3 separate regions of the Mus musculus genome follow, and regions 2 and 3 are each linked to region 1. The links are chromatin contacts, called in public Hi-C and HiCAR-type maps. All regions are on one chromosome and are shown on one strand. The core of a region is the stretch at or near the end of the contact, and the rest is flanking DNA. Distances in the headings are between cores, read along the strand shown. Region 1 holds the start of Adprhl2 (ADP-ribosylhydrolase like 2). Region 2 holds the start of Zmym4 (zinc finger, MYM-type 4). Region 3 holds the start of Smim12 (small integral membrane protein 12).

Region 1 (4,083 bases), core at 776-3,275:
ACACTGGAGATCGACAGGGGCTGCCTCTCTCTCAACCTCACTTCCCCAAACATCTCTCTGAAAGTCAACCCCACACGCATCCCCAAAGAGTAAGACCAGTGTTTCAGTCAGTCCTTTCTGTGTGCCTTGTGTGTCCCTGTGACCTCCATTGTTTCCTTGTGTGTCCCTAGGACCCCATTGTTTCCTTGTGTGTCCCTGTGACCCCATCGTTTCCTTGTGTGCCCCAGTGACCCCCATTGTTTGCTTGCCTCCACAGCTCCACCACACTGCAGCAGTGGGATGAATTTACTCGATTCAACAAGAACCGGGCAGAGGCCGAAATGAAAGCGTCCATAGAGTTGAGGGAAGCCATTGCCCTAGCTATTGCTCAGGTGACTAAGCCCAACTCACCTCTGTCTTTCTTTCCACACTGACCACATGTTAGCCCTTCCCTGACTTCAAACAGCAATCTCACAAGGCCATGACACCCTCTTCTGGCCTGGCTCACCCTCCTCATGCAGACCAACAATGAACTGGACGCTCAGAGGGTTGCAACAGAATTCACCTTCAGGAAGCGGCTTCGGGAAATGGAGAGTTTTTACAGTGAGCTCAAGTGGCAAGAGAAAAATGTGAGTGTCACCACCACCCCCTTACCCTCCCCCAACCCCACCACCCTGCCTTTCCCACCATGCTGTGAGGCAGGGCATAAGGAACCCTGCCCTGAAGCTTCAGTTGGGAGCCCTAGTGTGAGTCTTGCCGGTGGAGAACAGTAATGTCTGCCACAGACCTTAGAAGAGATAGCCGAGCTGCAGGGAGACATTCGGCGCCTGGAGGAGGACCTGCGTAGAAAGATGATGAACTTGAAGCTTGCACATACCCGGCTGGAGTCCAGAACCTACCGGTCCAATGTGGAGCTCTGCCGGGACCAGGTACAAGGGGCCCCGGTGGGGACCACCCCTGTCTGCTAAGGAGACCTCAGTATTACCCCTCTTCGCACGTTTCTTGTGGAACAAGCATTCTGGTCCAAGGCAGTTATGCGACCAGCTGAAGGGTCTTGCGGCTGAACTGAAAACCCCATCCTGCCCCTCTGTCTTCAGACACAGTATGGCCTCATTGATGAAGTCCACCAGTTAGAGGCAACCATCAATACCATGAAGCAGAAGCTGGCCCAAACACAGTAGGTTTAGAGAGTGGGCAGGAATAGTGGGGGGCACTGCTCAACCATGGGGCCGTAGTGCCTGCTGGTCTCTCTGGGCTTTATGCTGGTGAGATGTCCTGGCCCCTGCAGCCTGATGTAGGGCTCTGAGCTCCCGATGCTTTGCGTTACAGGAACGCTTTGGATGCCCTGTTCAAGCACCTGGCCCGGATACAGGCTGATATCGCGTGCAAGACCAACACCCTGCTCTTGGACACCAAGTGTATGGACACCCGACGCAAGCTGACGGTGCCGGCTGAGAAATTTGTGCCCCAGGTGGACACCTTCACGCGCACGACAAACCGCACACTGAGTCCACTCAAAATCTGCCAGCTGGAGCTAACCTAGGCTTTGGCGGCTGAGGGAAGACACAAGATTGGTGGGAGGGGGGAGTAGTGAGGGGACAGTAAAATAATAAAAATGGAGTTCTCAAGCCAGGCTCTTTTCTGCTACCCCATGAGAGTGGCTGACCGAGTGAGACAGTCCACTTGAGCGATGGAGTCGCCTAGACTTCATAGGGGTCGAGTCCAAAGCGACTCCAGAAGGAATACGGGTGTAAAGATACAGGTGATCGCCCGCGGGCAGCAGTGGCTTTGAGTGGGCAACATTCTTGTTCAGGTGCTTTTCAAAGGGTCCTCCGCGGGATTTTAGGGAGCTGTCGGCCGCATTTGTGGTGCCATTTACAAATGAGAAGGTAGGGAGCGCCAAAGCGAAGCGTGCGAGTACTTATGGGGCGCTGAGACTCCCAGCCGTTGAGTGGCGCTGTGGGGTAGGACGTAGGCTGAGACTCCGGGCCACAAGGGGGCGCTGTGGGGCCGCGGGGAAGAGACGACCAAAGAGGCGGCAGCATCGATGCCGGAAGTGGCGACTAGTCCGCGCGCGGATGGCGGTGGCTGCGGCGGCAGCAGCTACAGCGATGTCGGCGGCGGGGGGCGGCGGGGCAAGTGCGGCCCGCTCCATCTCGCGCTTCCGAGGTTGCCTGGCGGGCGCGCTGCTGGGAGATTGCGTGGGCGCTGTCTACGAGGCACACGATACCGTCAGCCTGGCATCAGTCCTGAGTCACGTCGAGAGCCTGGAGCCGGACCCGGGCACGCCGGGCAGCGCGCGGACAGGTGGGCGGGGCACCACCGATCGGGTCCCCACCCCTGGGCGAGGGGACCGAGACTCGGGGGCGCGCGCGCAGACTAGGCTGCCGAGGTGGAGGCTCCTGCGGCGAGCTCCCACGAAGTCACGAGGCTGAAGGCCCCTGGATCGAATCGGTTTGCTCCAGCTCTCCGTGGTTGTAGGTCTCCAGCCATGACCACATTCAGAGCGCAGGCCTCGCCTAAAACCTTGGCTAGAGCCAGTTCCCGCGTGGCCAGTTCCGTCGTGACCAGCTTTCTCAAACTGCTGGCCCGATGTGGGCGTCGGCGAGGGCTGTCCCTAGCCTGTTAAGACATGTCCCTTCCTTTCGCTTGCAAACGCAGCTTGTCCTCAGATTCCAGGTCAGATGTCAGTAGAAGACTTGGTTCTTCTTGAAGAGCATGTAACATAGTAGAAGGGGGCCGTCGTCAGAACCCCAGAGGACTCCACGAGTTAAGAGGCATTTAGAGGTAGGGGAAGGAGCGAGGAAGGACGGGGTGTGCCGAGAAGTAGGAAGGATGGTAACAAAACCAGAGGAAAGAATTTCAAGACTAGGACACTGGTGTGTTACAGAAAAGTCAGGGTAGTCTGGACCCAGAAAACCATGTCGAGTTGGTCGAGAACATGGAAAACGGGTGTTAAAGGAAGCAGAGATAAGACAAATTTTATTTCATTATGGTTTGGTAAGATGGAAAAAAAAAAGGTGTGTTTTAGGTTGAGTGGTAGTTGGGACCCTGTGGCTGCAGGAAACACATTTTAAGAGGGTCTGAGTGGAAAGAACTGACAGAGTCCAAAGGAAGTTCTGGCCTCCAGCAGTGCTAAGTCCAGGAGTTCAACTCCTAACTAGCTTGCTTGGTTCCTCTTGGCCTTGAGTTTCCCTTTGGGGGGAGCTCACTTTGGCAGTCTCCTTTTCCTACAGTATGGTCCCAGTAACACTGCAGAAGAGGTTCTCCTTGGGGCTGGAGAGATGGCTCTGCAGTTAAGAGCACTAACTGCTCTTCTAGAGGTCCTGAGTTCAAATCCCAGCAACCACATGGTGGCTCACAACCACCTGCAGTGGGATCTGATGCCCTTTTGGGGGTGTCTGAAGACAGCTACAGTGTACTTACATATAACAAATAAATAAATCTTTAAAAAAAGAGAGAGAGAACGAGAGAGATTCTCCTTTGCTCCAACTCTACGAACATTGCAACTTGAGTCTGGAGCCCAGTCCTACATAAGGGACTGGCAATAAGAGATGGATGCCTTCAAGTTGCCGTCTAACTAGGCAGGAGGTCAGTCCTCCAGCTAGGACTAAAGAAGAACGGCTCCCTCAGGAAGACCAGGGCACAGAGCAAAAGGAGGGAGGACACACAGTGCCCCCTCACTCACAGACATGTGCTGAGCATATAGAGAGAAGGGCAAAGAGCAACACCTGACCCCAGTGAGCGAGGGTGACCTTTACCTATGACCAGGCTGGCAAAGACTAGGAATGTGTTTACAGCTATGAACGTGGGACACAGGGGCCACCTGAGAAGAGGGGAAATGGAGTTTGAACAACAAGGAGGGAGTGGACTGGCTATCTGAAGGATCCGGGAGGCACTCATTAGACGAGTCCATTCTCTGTAACTGTCTTCTCTCAGTGAAGCAAAGGTCCTGTCCTAGCAGGTTAGTAGCCTCTTTGAGTGTGGCATGTTAGAAGTATCAGAGTAGGGCTGGGCGCACTCTTTTAATCCCAGCACTCGGGAGGCAGAGGCAGGTTCATTTCTGAGTTTGAGGCCAGCCTGGTCTACAGAGTGAGTTCCAGG
Region 2 (4,236 bases), core at 550-3,049, 650 kb before region 1:
ACTGTAGCTGTCTTCAGACACTAGAAGAGGGCATCAGATCCCATTACAGATGGTTATGAGCCACCATGTGGTTGCTGGGAATCGAATTCAGGGCCTCTGGAAGCGCAGTAAGTGCTCTTAGCCGCTGAGCCGTCTCTCCAGCCCCTGATTTTTTTCCCCTTTTCTTACTTTAGACAATCTATGCAGACCAGGCTGGTATCTATTTTCAACTGTTCCCTTCAGAAGTTCCACTTTTAAGCTGTTGGATTTTATTAGAAGGGAGTAGTCTACAGCCCATAAAAAGGTGGAAACCATCCAGTCTTATATTTAACTACAATCCCTGAAAACATATTTTCTTAACCTTTCTATTTGTTTTTTGCTTTGGACATGTAAGGAAAGAGTCTAGGATATGAAAAAAAAAACATTATCTGGCAGAAGTGAACATGTTTCTTTTTGTTCTACCCATAAGTGAAACAAAAGATAACAGGCCCAAGGGAGAATCAAGGACCAGCATGGAAACTTTCAGCCATTTCAGTGTTCAGCCAATGTTCCTGGGTTCAAAGAGCTACTGACTTACACACAGAAGTACAGCTGTAGAGCAACTTTCACCCTGTGAGCAGAGGAGCTCTGGGTCCCCTTGTATTGCCATGGAGAATAACAACTCTTCAGAGACTTAAACATTTTTTTTAATTAGTTCTTTGGGGATTTCCTAGTATACCAGCAGTCCAAGCACTTGGTCAAGGCAGGAAGACCAGCAGTTTCAGGCCACTCTGGGTTACATAGCAACCTAGCTCCAACCAACCCAACTCCAACCAATCCAACTCCAACCAACCCAACTCCAACCAACCTAAACTAATTTCCTTGTATTTTTTACTATATGTCTGTCTGTTGTGCCTATGTCTTCATTAAGAATCCAAGAGGGGACTTCAGCTCTCATTATCTTTGGCTTCGTTGTGCTTCAGGGAAGATAGTGCCTACCCTTGGATTTCCTGCCTTGACAGTTCAAGCTCCTATTCTTTAAGTCAGACCCTCAAATTCCTTCAGTGGAGGCAAATGATGGCACACAGCAGTTGCAGGTCATCACCATGAAACTTCTCAGGAGAGCAGCCATGTTCTTGAACTATCAAGACTCTTGACATTTTATGTTCTTTTGCCTTGACGACAGTTTTGTGTGTTCAGAATCCTGGAGGAATGCAATTCCAGACTGTGTTCTAGCTCCTCACCAGCCACTCGATATCTTGAGGTAAATTAATTTATTTCAAATGACCATACTGGCAATGTTAACTTTGAAAGCAATGGAGTAGATGGTTTCTAAGATCCTTTTTCATTTTAGTATTCTAATGGCAAGCAGGTATTGAGGAAATTGTCTTCAGTTATTGGTTCTGCCTTCAACACTACCAGTGGATCTGGTTTTAAGGTTGGAAGTTGTTCCTTGAGAGTCGACGCCCTTTACTTGACAAGCTGTTGGTTTCTCCTTCAGATAACAGTCTTGTTTTCTTCTTGGTTGGGATTCTTCATGTTCATAGGGTCACTGAGAACTTTGGCTCATCAGGGTTCTCTCCTTTTGGCAATATCTCTGTAGTCAGGTGTAGGGTGGTGATGTGAACCCCTCACTGACATTTCACCAGATAGTCCTTCCATTAAGATCTTTCATTCTGACATCATCCCTTCGTCATGGTCCCTTTAAGGGAGCGGCCATAGTTGAGTGGTGGGAGCAGCTGCTGGCAGCAAAGAGACTAACAGGATTAGGCCTAGCCTGGGCCACTCACCGCGCACGCTCAGGACCGGGGGCTTGGTGGGAAAGGGAGGAGGGGCTTGTGGCGCGCCTGCGCATCAGGGGCGCGCGCAAGGGGCTGGTTTGGAGATCCCTTTAAGAAAACCACTGGCGGAGGAATTTCTCTGAGAGAAAATAATCCTCCTCACGGGGCCCCTTGGAGGCCATTAACCCCCCGAGTCCCGGCCCCCCTGCCCCGGCAGGCCCTTGCGCCCACGCGCCCGCCCGTGGGACCCCAGGAGCTGCGGCTAAGCGCGCGGGCCTCCGCCCCCCTCGTCACTCCCGCGCCAGGCCCGGCGGGGGCCGAGGGGGACCGAACCGCAGCGGGTGAAGCGCCGGTGTCTGCAGTGTGGGCGGGGGCCGAGAGGGGCCGCGGCCGCCGCGCCGGGAGCCGCCGCGGTTCCGAGCGGGGCCCAACATGGCGGAGCGGGAGGTGGAGACCGGCCCCCGAAAGAGGGTAGGTGAGGTGAGGCCGCGGGCCGTCTGCGGGCTGCGGGCTGCGGGCAGGCGGGCGGGCGGGCGGGCGGGGGGCGGGGCGCGGCCGGCCCCGAGCAGCCCGGAGCTCACGGGTGGCGCGGTGGTCGACGGCCGGAGGGAGGGGCGGCCCGAGGCGGCACCGGGGTCCCCTCGGCAGGTGGGACAAAGCTCGGTGGCCGGCGGGGAGGGGGAGGGGCGGGGGCCGTGGTCCGCTTGGCTCCCCTCCCTTTGCCGGCGTGTGGGTGGTGGTGCGTATTCGGGGGGGGGGGGAGCCTGGGAGACGCAAGGTGTCAGACTCCGCTTCTGCATCCTCGAGGAAAAGGGAGTCTATGGAAGTTTCTCTGGGGAGAGGTCAGGTGGGGGTAGAGGTGGCGGGAAGAAGTCGTGGAGGATTGGTCGTTTCCTGAGGAGTAACCGGGAGGGTGCTGCGGGAACCCCGGAGCCAATTCATCTTCCTGCCTCCACTCCCCTCCCCCTTGACCGTTATCAAGCCCCAAAGTGGACATGGTGCTCTCTTCACCTTAGAAGAAGTGGGGTTGTCGTCTTGAAGTTGGGGGAATGTGTTCTGATAGCCACGGATGTGTTATAGTCTAGCATTCTTTACCTGCAGTTAGTAACGTGGAAGAGTGACAAGTTTTGTCCTTAGGATGTACCCAGCCAGCCTTGCCTGCCCTAGGTAAAGCCTTGTCTACACAGGAGTTGTAAGCCGTTTAAAAGTTTGTCTTGAAACTTTTTTTATTTTTAATTTAGTTGTGATTCATTTTCTTCAGATGGAGAACAATACTATCCACTGAGTAATGTTTTTCAAGGCTTTTTTTTTAAACTTCCCCTCACCCAGCATGTTAAGCATCAAGTTTGTTAAGTTTCCTATCAGGAGTTTTCCTTTTGGAAATGGTCTCCAAATGATGAGTTAGTTGTTAAACCAAGCTGCTTAAAACATGAATCTTAACCAAAAATGCTTTTTCATTCAGCATAAATGTCTATTCAAAGATGCATACTGTTAACATCCTGAGTGCTGACTGTGTGCCTGACATTGCACGAAGTGCTTTGTGAAGAGTTCAACCTCACAGTAACTATGCAGCCCATTTGTGGCTGAAATGTAGATTTATTTCCTATCTTACATAATTAAGTTTGCAAAGTCCAGAGTTTTGATCCGAGATTTGAAAACAGGTTTGCAAATGCTTGTGTTGGTTGCATTTAAGGTTTTTTTTTTTTTTTAATTCTTCTAGTCCTGTCATTGGATCCTGGGCCTTAACATCTGATAGACAAGCCTATACCACTGAGGTAGACTCCTAGCCTGAGGAGTTTCTCTTTTTAAAAATGTAAATGATGTTTCTAACAGGTCATTAGAAAACTTTATAACCATCAATAAAAGTAAAAATACAGTTTAGATTCAGGGTGCTACTGCATTCCCAAACCCCTAGATTCTACTATTGACAGTTTTCCCAGATTCTTGTTTACCAAACCTAGTTATTTCATCAAGCCATCTCTTTACCCAGTCATTCATTAGTCTTTTTTTTTTTTTTAAGATTTATTTATTTATTATATGTAAGTATACTGTAGCTGTCTTCAGACACTCCAGGAGAAGGAGTCAGATCTCTTTACAGATGGTTGTGAGCCACCATGTGGTTGCTGGGATTTGAACTCTGGACCTTCGGAAGAGGAGTCGGGTGCTCTTACCCACTGAGCCATCTCACCAGCCCCCATTAGTCTTTTAAGTACACTGCATTTTAGCATTTTTAATAATTAAAATGTAATGTTGGTTGTCTTAGGTTTGCAAAATGTTGGGCTCTCTTCATATATTTATCATTGAACAGGTTAAGCTGTATTAATATAATGTATGTTCAAACAGGTCATTTACAATAAGTACTGATATAGAATGCATATGTTTTGAAATTCTGAATTGTTTTCTAATTTCTGATTAGTAGTAAACTATCTTCATTATCTTGAGTGAATGCATGTGATATGTGTGGTCTACTAATTTAACTATAAAGGATAGATTATAG
Region 3 (4,695 bases), core at 1,799-4,298, 920 kb before region 1:
GGTGCTCTACTTACCAGGCAGCCTGGCAACTAATAACTGGGCAGCCACCCTGCAGAGCAGCAAGCAGCCACTGTGCTCTGTGCAACAGTTGGGTCCCCGAAATACTCTAAGAAGTTGCAAAAGATTCGACTGTTGGGGACGGGGGTAAAAACCTCTACGAACTAGTGCTACTGTGTGCATATGCCCCTCACAAGGAAACTCCAAGCCTAATTAATGGCTCTTCCAACCTGGTATGACCTCAGGTCCTCTCTTCCAGATATCTGTCAACATCTTAGGAAGAGAAAAGAAGTCTTTTCTCTGCTCTATAAAACTTCACACAGCCTCACTCTGAATTCTGGCTCCCTGATGATAAGTAGTTCCTTCTCCTGGGGGAAAGCACAAGGGCCTTATTTAACTATGATCTATTACCTAACTATTCTGACCTAAGATGGATAGGGTTTTGTTTTGTTTTGTAACTCTATTCTGGCCTTGGCTTTCCTAATAATAACCTATAGTTAACAAATCTTGATCAAAACAACTTCAAAATATACGACCTGCAACCATTCACATCCTCATGCTTACACAGCAAGTCCCTGAAAACATCACAAATGAATACAGTATTCCAGATGCCCCAGAACCCTAATACTTAAAAAGTCCCCGTGGAAAATGCTGTAAAAAAAAAACAAAAACAAAAACAAAAACAAAAACTGTAGAGCTGCCCCTAGGGCCTCCTGCAATGAAACACCAAAGTAATATGCAAACCTACACACTCAAATGGCCACTTAGTCACAAATGATTACCACTATTAAATTACTATTTATACCATTATTTAATTACCGTTACAATCATAAAAGGCTGCTGGCAATGAATGTAATAATGCAAGCTACCACCATCTACTGAGTGCTTATTCCAAGCTGGGCCCTGGGCTAAGCACTTCACACACACAGTGTTCTCCAATGTTCACATGCTCGCCTTAGTCATCAGCATGGAGTCACTTGCCCGTGTTTATGCTTCCATAACTGTTTCTCCAACACCTCTCTCTCTCTCTCTCTCTCTCTCTCTCTCTCTCTCTCTCTCTCTCTCTCTCTCGGCTCTACGGTGAGACATCCAGACCTCATGGAAGATTTGAAGGCTCCTCATTTCCCCCTTTTATTCTCTTTGGGGGAACTTGGGTGTCTTGTGGGCCTGACACTACACATGGACCTTCAAAGGCAAAGAACTGCAGCAAGATTCAAGTTTCTCTTCCTGCTCCTTTGACCTGACACCATGCCCTATGCTCTACCATATCTCCCCTGGTCATCGCCTGACCCTCACATCTCTATGATGTAGGAACGAGGAGCCCAGATTCTTGTCCAAGGCCATAGTGGCTCAAAGACACTGTGTCAGCTTGCCAAAATCATACAAGTGGCAGGCCCGCTGGTCTGAGGCCAAGCCTGGGCTTTTTTTCTAGCAGAAAGAACACTCTGCAGATGTATGCATGGTGTCCGTTCACACCCTAGATGTGTGGAGGGCCTCCTACAGCTCCCCATTAGCTTGGCTTTTCATTACACTGAAAGTCTTCCTTCCTTCTGAGCTCTGAAGTTATATCATGAGATCCGAGAAACCTTACAATGTACACATTAACAAAGAGGGGAAGCTCCAAAGAACCCCAAACTCAATCCTCCATTCTATTTTTAACTCAGTACTTCGTTCTATTTTCTGTTTTAAGTTTTGGGGTTTGTTTGGTCAGCTGGTTTTGGTTTTTTGAGATAGGGTTTCCCTGTGTAGCCCTGCCATTCAGATTCCTTCTGTAGACCAGGCTGGCCTCAAACTCAGAGACTGGACTGGCCTGCCTCTGCCTCCTTAGTGCCAAGATTAAAGACATGTGCCACCACCGTTGGGCTTGTTTTTATTTTTAAGACAGGTTCTCATGGCACCCAGCCTGGCCTCAAACCCTCAAAGTAGCTAAGGATAACTTTGATCTGCCGACGCTCCTGTTTCCAGTGCCAAGTGCTTGTGATCACAGGTCCACACCAAGTGCAAGTCCTTTATACAATTCCTGGGTAGAGACTCTCAATTTTCCAATTTGTCTTAGGGCGGGCATATCAAGCACCAGTCTATGAGTATTACTCTTGTACATAGAAAGCCCAAGTTCTATGTGCTCTTGTCCGAATTCCAGTCATCCATGTATACAACACAACCTTCTCTTCGGTAAGCTATGTGGGCCTACCCTACCTGTCTACAGCTCTCAAAACACCCTGGAGCTCCACAAGGTTAAGAACTAAGGATGTCCGGATCGTCCTATGCTCTGTGCCTCTTCCCACCCTTGCTATCCTCCCTAGCAAAGAGCTAAAAAAGTTTGTTGGTCGAATGAATGACAGGCAGCATAAACATGTTGCTTTGTTTATGGAAGACTACAGCAGCCTTCCACCCGCACTCACAAAGGGGTATAGGGATATGATCATAAGCAGCTAGACTTCATGAAGTCATCCCGAAGGTATCAAAATGTAAGTAGCACAAGTGTTTCCCAAATACTGCAACGCCTATTTCCAGCCCGACACGCAGGGGCGCCAGCCAAAGGCTCCAGGTACAGGTCAACCGGGCCGCCAGGAAACCTGTCCCAGTGCCTGAGCCCACCGGAAGCTCTCCAAATGAGAGCAGTCGTAGGAGGTCCGAGAAGGTGAAACCATCAGCCTTGACAGCCAGCCAAGTTGGGATGGGAGCGCCAGTGAGGTTCGGGTCATCAGCTCCTGTTCCCTGTCCAGTCACGCCACACGCGTGGCTTCGTCACCCTTCGGCCTGCAGGGGCCTGAGGCGGACGAGATCTGACCACAGTCCACACTCGGCCACCAAAAGCTGGCCGAGGCCGAGCGGGTCACGGAAACCATCGCTCCCTCAACTAGGAGGAGCCGTTCCCGTGGGACTGGGGGCCAGCGATCCTGGGAAGCGAAGTGCCCTCAGCCCTGGGAACTCACCTGCGGTCCAGCCCGCACACCCCGGACAGGTCCCGCGCTGCGCCCGCTAGCCGGGAGCAACAGGGACGCCGAGGTTCCCAGTGGCCCGCGGGGCGCGCCCGAGGCCCCGCCCACTGGCATCTCTCGGAGAGCAGCGATTGGCTGAGCTCCAGCCAGCTACAGAAGAAAGGAAGCCAGGCACCCGACCCTGCGTTGGACTAAACGCAGAATAGTATAGCGCCCCCTGACGGCTCGGAGGCTCCCCTGTGACGTTGCCACATGCTTGTGAAGAAGAAAAAAGAATAGTCAGCTTTCATTGATCCAAATGAAGTTCATTAGGTGTCTTCCGAGACTTACCTAGGTCGGATATTACTGAAACCGAAAACCCAACCCCTGACCTCCAGAAGCTCCCGTAGCAGAGAATAACCTAGTACTTTCAATCTTCTTGGGATCTGTGCTTTCAGGCTGTGTGTCCTTGGGAACATCATTAATTAATCTGAGCCTCAATTCTTCTGCATAGCGTTAAAACCTTCCATTTCAGCAGGGATGTTGCAAGGGTTAGATAACATCTTGTTTGTAAAATACTGTGCCAGGCACACATCTCGCAGGGAACTAGATTGTAGCGTTAGTGAGTCTACAAATTGCTGAAAGTACCAAGACCCTCTGATCGCAAGTACTCACTCTCCTTCCTCCATGTTTCCCCTGTCCCTGAGCGGAATTATACTTATCACATATAAGAAAAAGCCTCACACCCCAAGCTCTCTAATGGACTACCATAGTCCTGCCTTCTCAACCTGCCCACACTGCTCTCAACCTGACCAGTCTCCTTCCCACTAATAGCATGCTAAAAATCAACGTTTGAAGCCTGTGTGTCCATGTTCTTTCATCTACCTGGAGTGCTCTACCCAGCTTCCCTTAAGTCTACCCAGCTTCCCTTAAGTTAGCAGTGAGCCATTTCTCAAGGTCACGGGTACTCTCACAGGAAGCGTCTTCAAGACTGTACTGTCAAGTTAGAGATTCTTCCTCTTTTAGATCAAAGAGCCCAAAGCTAAGCCTGACAGCGAAGATGGGGAGGAAGAAGCTGCCAGAAATTAGCAACCGTGATTATCAGACCTTGATTACTTGTGCATTGAATCTGTGGGAAGAGATCAGAACAGTCTAGAACACAGGCTGGCATTTAGCCATTCTACAAGCTAGACATTGGCGATACAAATGGGGACTGCCCTCCGTAGTTTCCTGGATGGAGAAGAAACAGGAAGACCCACACAGTGTCATAACAGAGGACACTGTCCGTCCATACAAGAAGAATGAGTGGAGGTTCCCTGGAAGGACAGATCCCTAAGCTGGATCTTAATAGTGACTAGAAGTTCCCTCCAGCAGACCTGGGTAAGCACAGAATCCCCAGCTAAAGTGGAAATGACAGCATTGAGAAGTCCTGAGGCGCAAGACCAGCCTTGGCTCTACACCAAGATCCTATATCAATTAAAGGAGTCAGTTAGCACTTCCAGATCACACAGAACTACAAGCTGAGACCCTGTCTAAAAATAAAGTAAAATACCAAACACTGGAATTAGTTGTTTAATTAATTCAAATCTTGACTCTGTGGCCTGCTAATCTGAGAAAATATATTTATAACCTTTTAAAAATGATTTTAATTATGTGTGTGTAAGGGGGGGGTGCAATGAATGTAGGCACCCATGGAAGTCAGAAGAGGGCGTCAGACACACAGGAGTTTATGAGCTGTCAGACATGGATGCTGAGAACCAAGCTAGGCTCATCTGCA

The links. A called contact is a pair of places that touch in the nucleus more often than the background predicts. HiCAR-type assays count read pairs that join an accessible place to other places.
Region 2: a HiCAR-type map of astrocytes shows a contact between it and region 1, with 4 times the contacts expected there. The contact joins the promoter of Zmym4 here to the promoter of Adprhl2 in region 1. A contact is called at or near these places in 3 of 39 promoter capture datasets (hippocampal neurons and liver), 1 of 484 Hi-C or Micro-C datasets (embryonic stem cells), 2 of 115 datasets of contacts at active chromatin or transcription factors (astrocytes and embryonic stem cells) and 3 of 9 other capture datasets (adipose tissue, macrophages and pancreatic islet).
Region 3: a contact with region 1 is called in a Hi-C map of regulatory T cells, with 3 times the contacts expected there. The contact joins the promoter of Smim12 here to the promoter of Adprhl2 in region 1. A contact is called at or near these places in 2 of 39 promoter capture datasets (liver and pre-B cells) and 4 of 484 Hi-C or Micro-C datasets (B cells, CD4 T cells, CD8 T cells and 1 more).

The regions. Positions count from the first base shown.
Region 1 is chr4:126,319,645-126,323,727 of GRCm38.p6, reverse strand. It overlaps Adprhl2 (ADP-ribosylhydrolase like 2), which reads left to right and starts at 2,025. Exons shown (of 6, transcript NM_133883.2): 1 at 2,025-2,286. The coding sequence starts at 2,058. Tekt2 (tektin 2) reads left to right here. Exons shown (of 11, transcript NM_001357262.1): 6 at 1-89; 7 at 257-371; 8 at 501-608; 9 at 765-908; 10 at 1,077-1,156; 11 at 1,309-1,607. The coding sequence ends at 1,522.
Region 2 is chr4:126,965,790-126,970,025 of GRCm38.p6, reverse strand. Zmym4 (zinc finger, MYM-type 4) reads left to right here and starts at 1,799. Exons shown (of 30, transcript NM_001114399.2): 1 at 1,799-2,210. The coding sequence starts at 2,172.
Region 3 is chr4:127,242,137-127,246,831 of GRCm38.p6, reverse strand. Smim12 (small integral membrane protein 12) reads right to left here and starts at 3,048. Exons shown (of 2, transcript NM_030252.2): 1 at 2,934-3,048.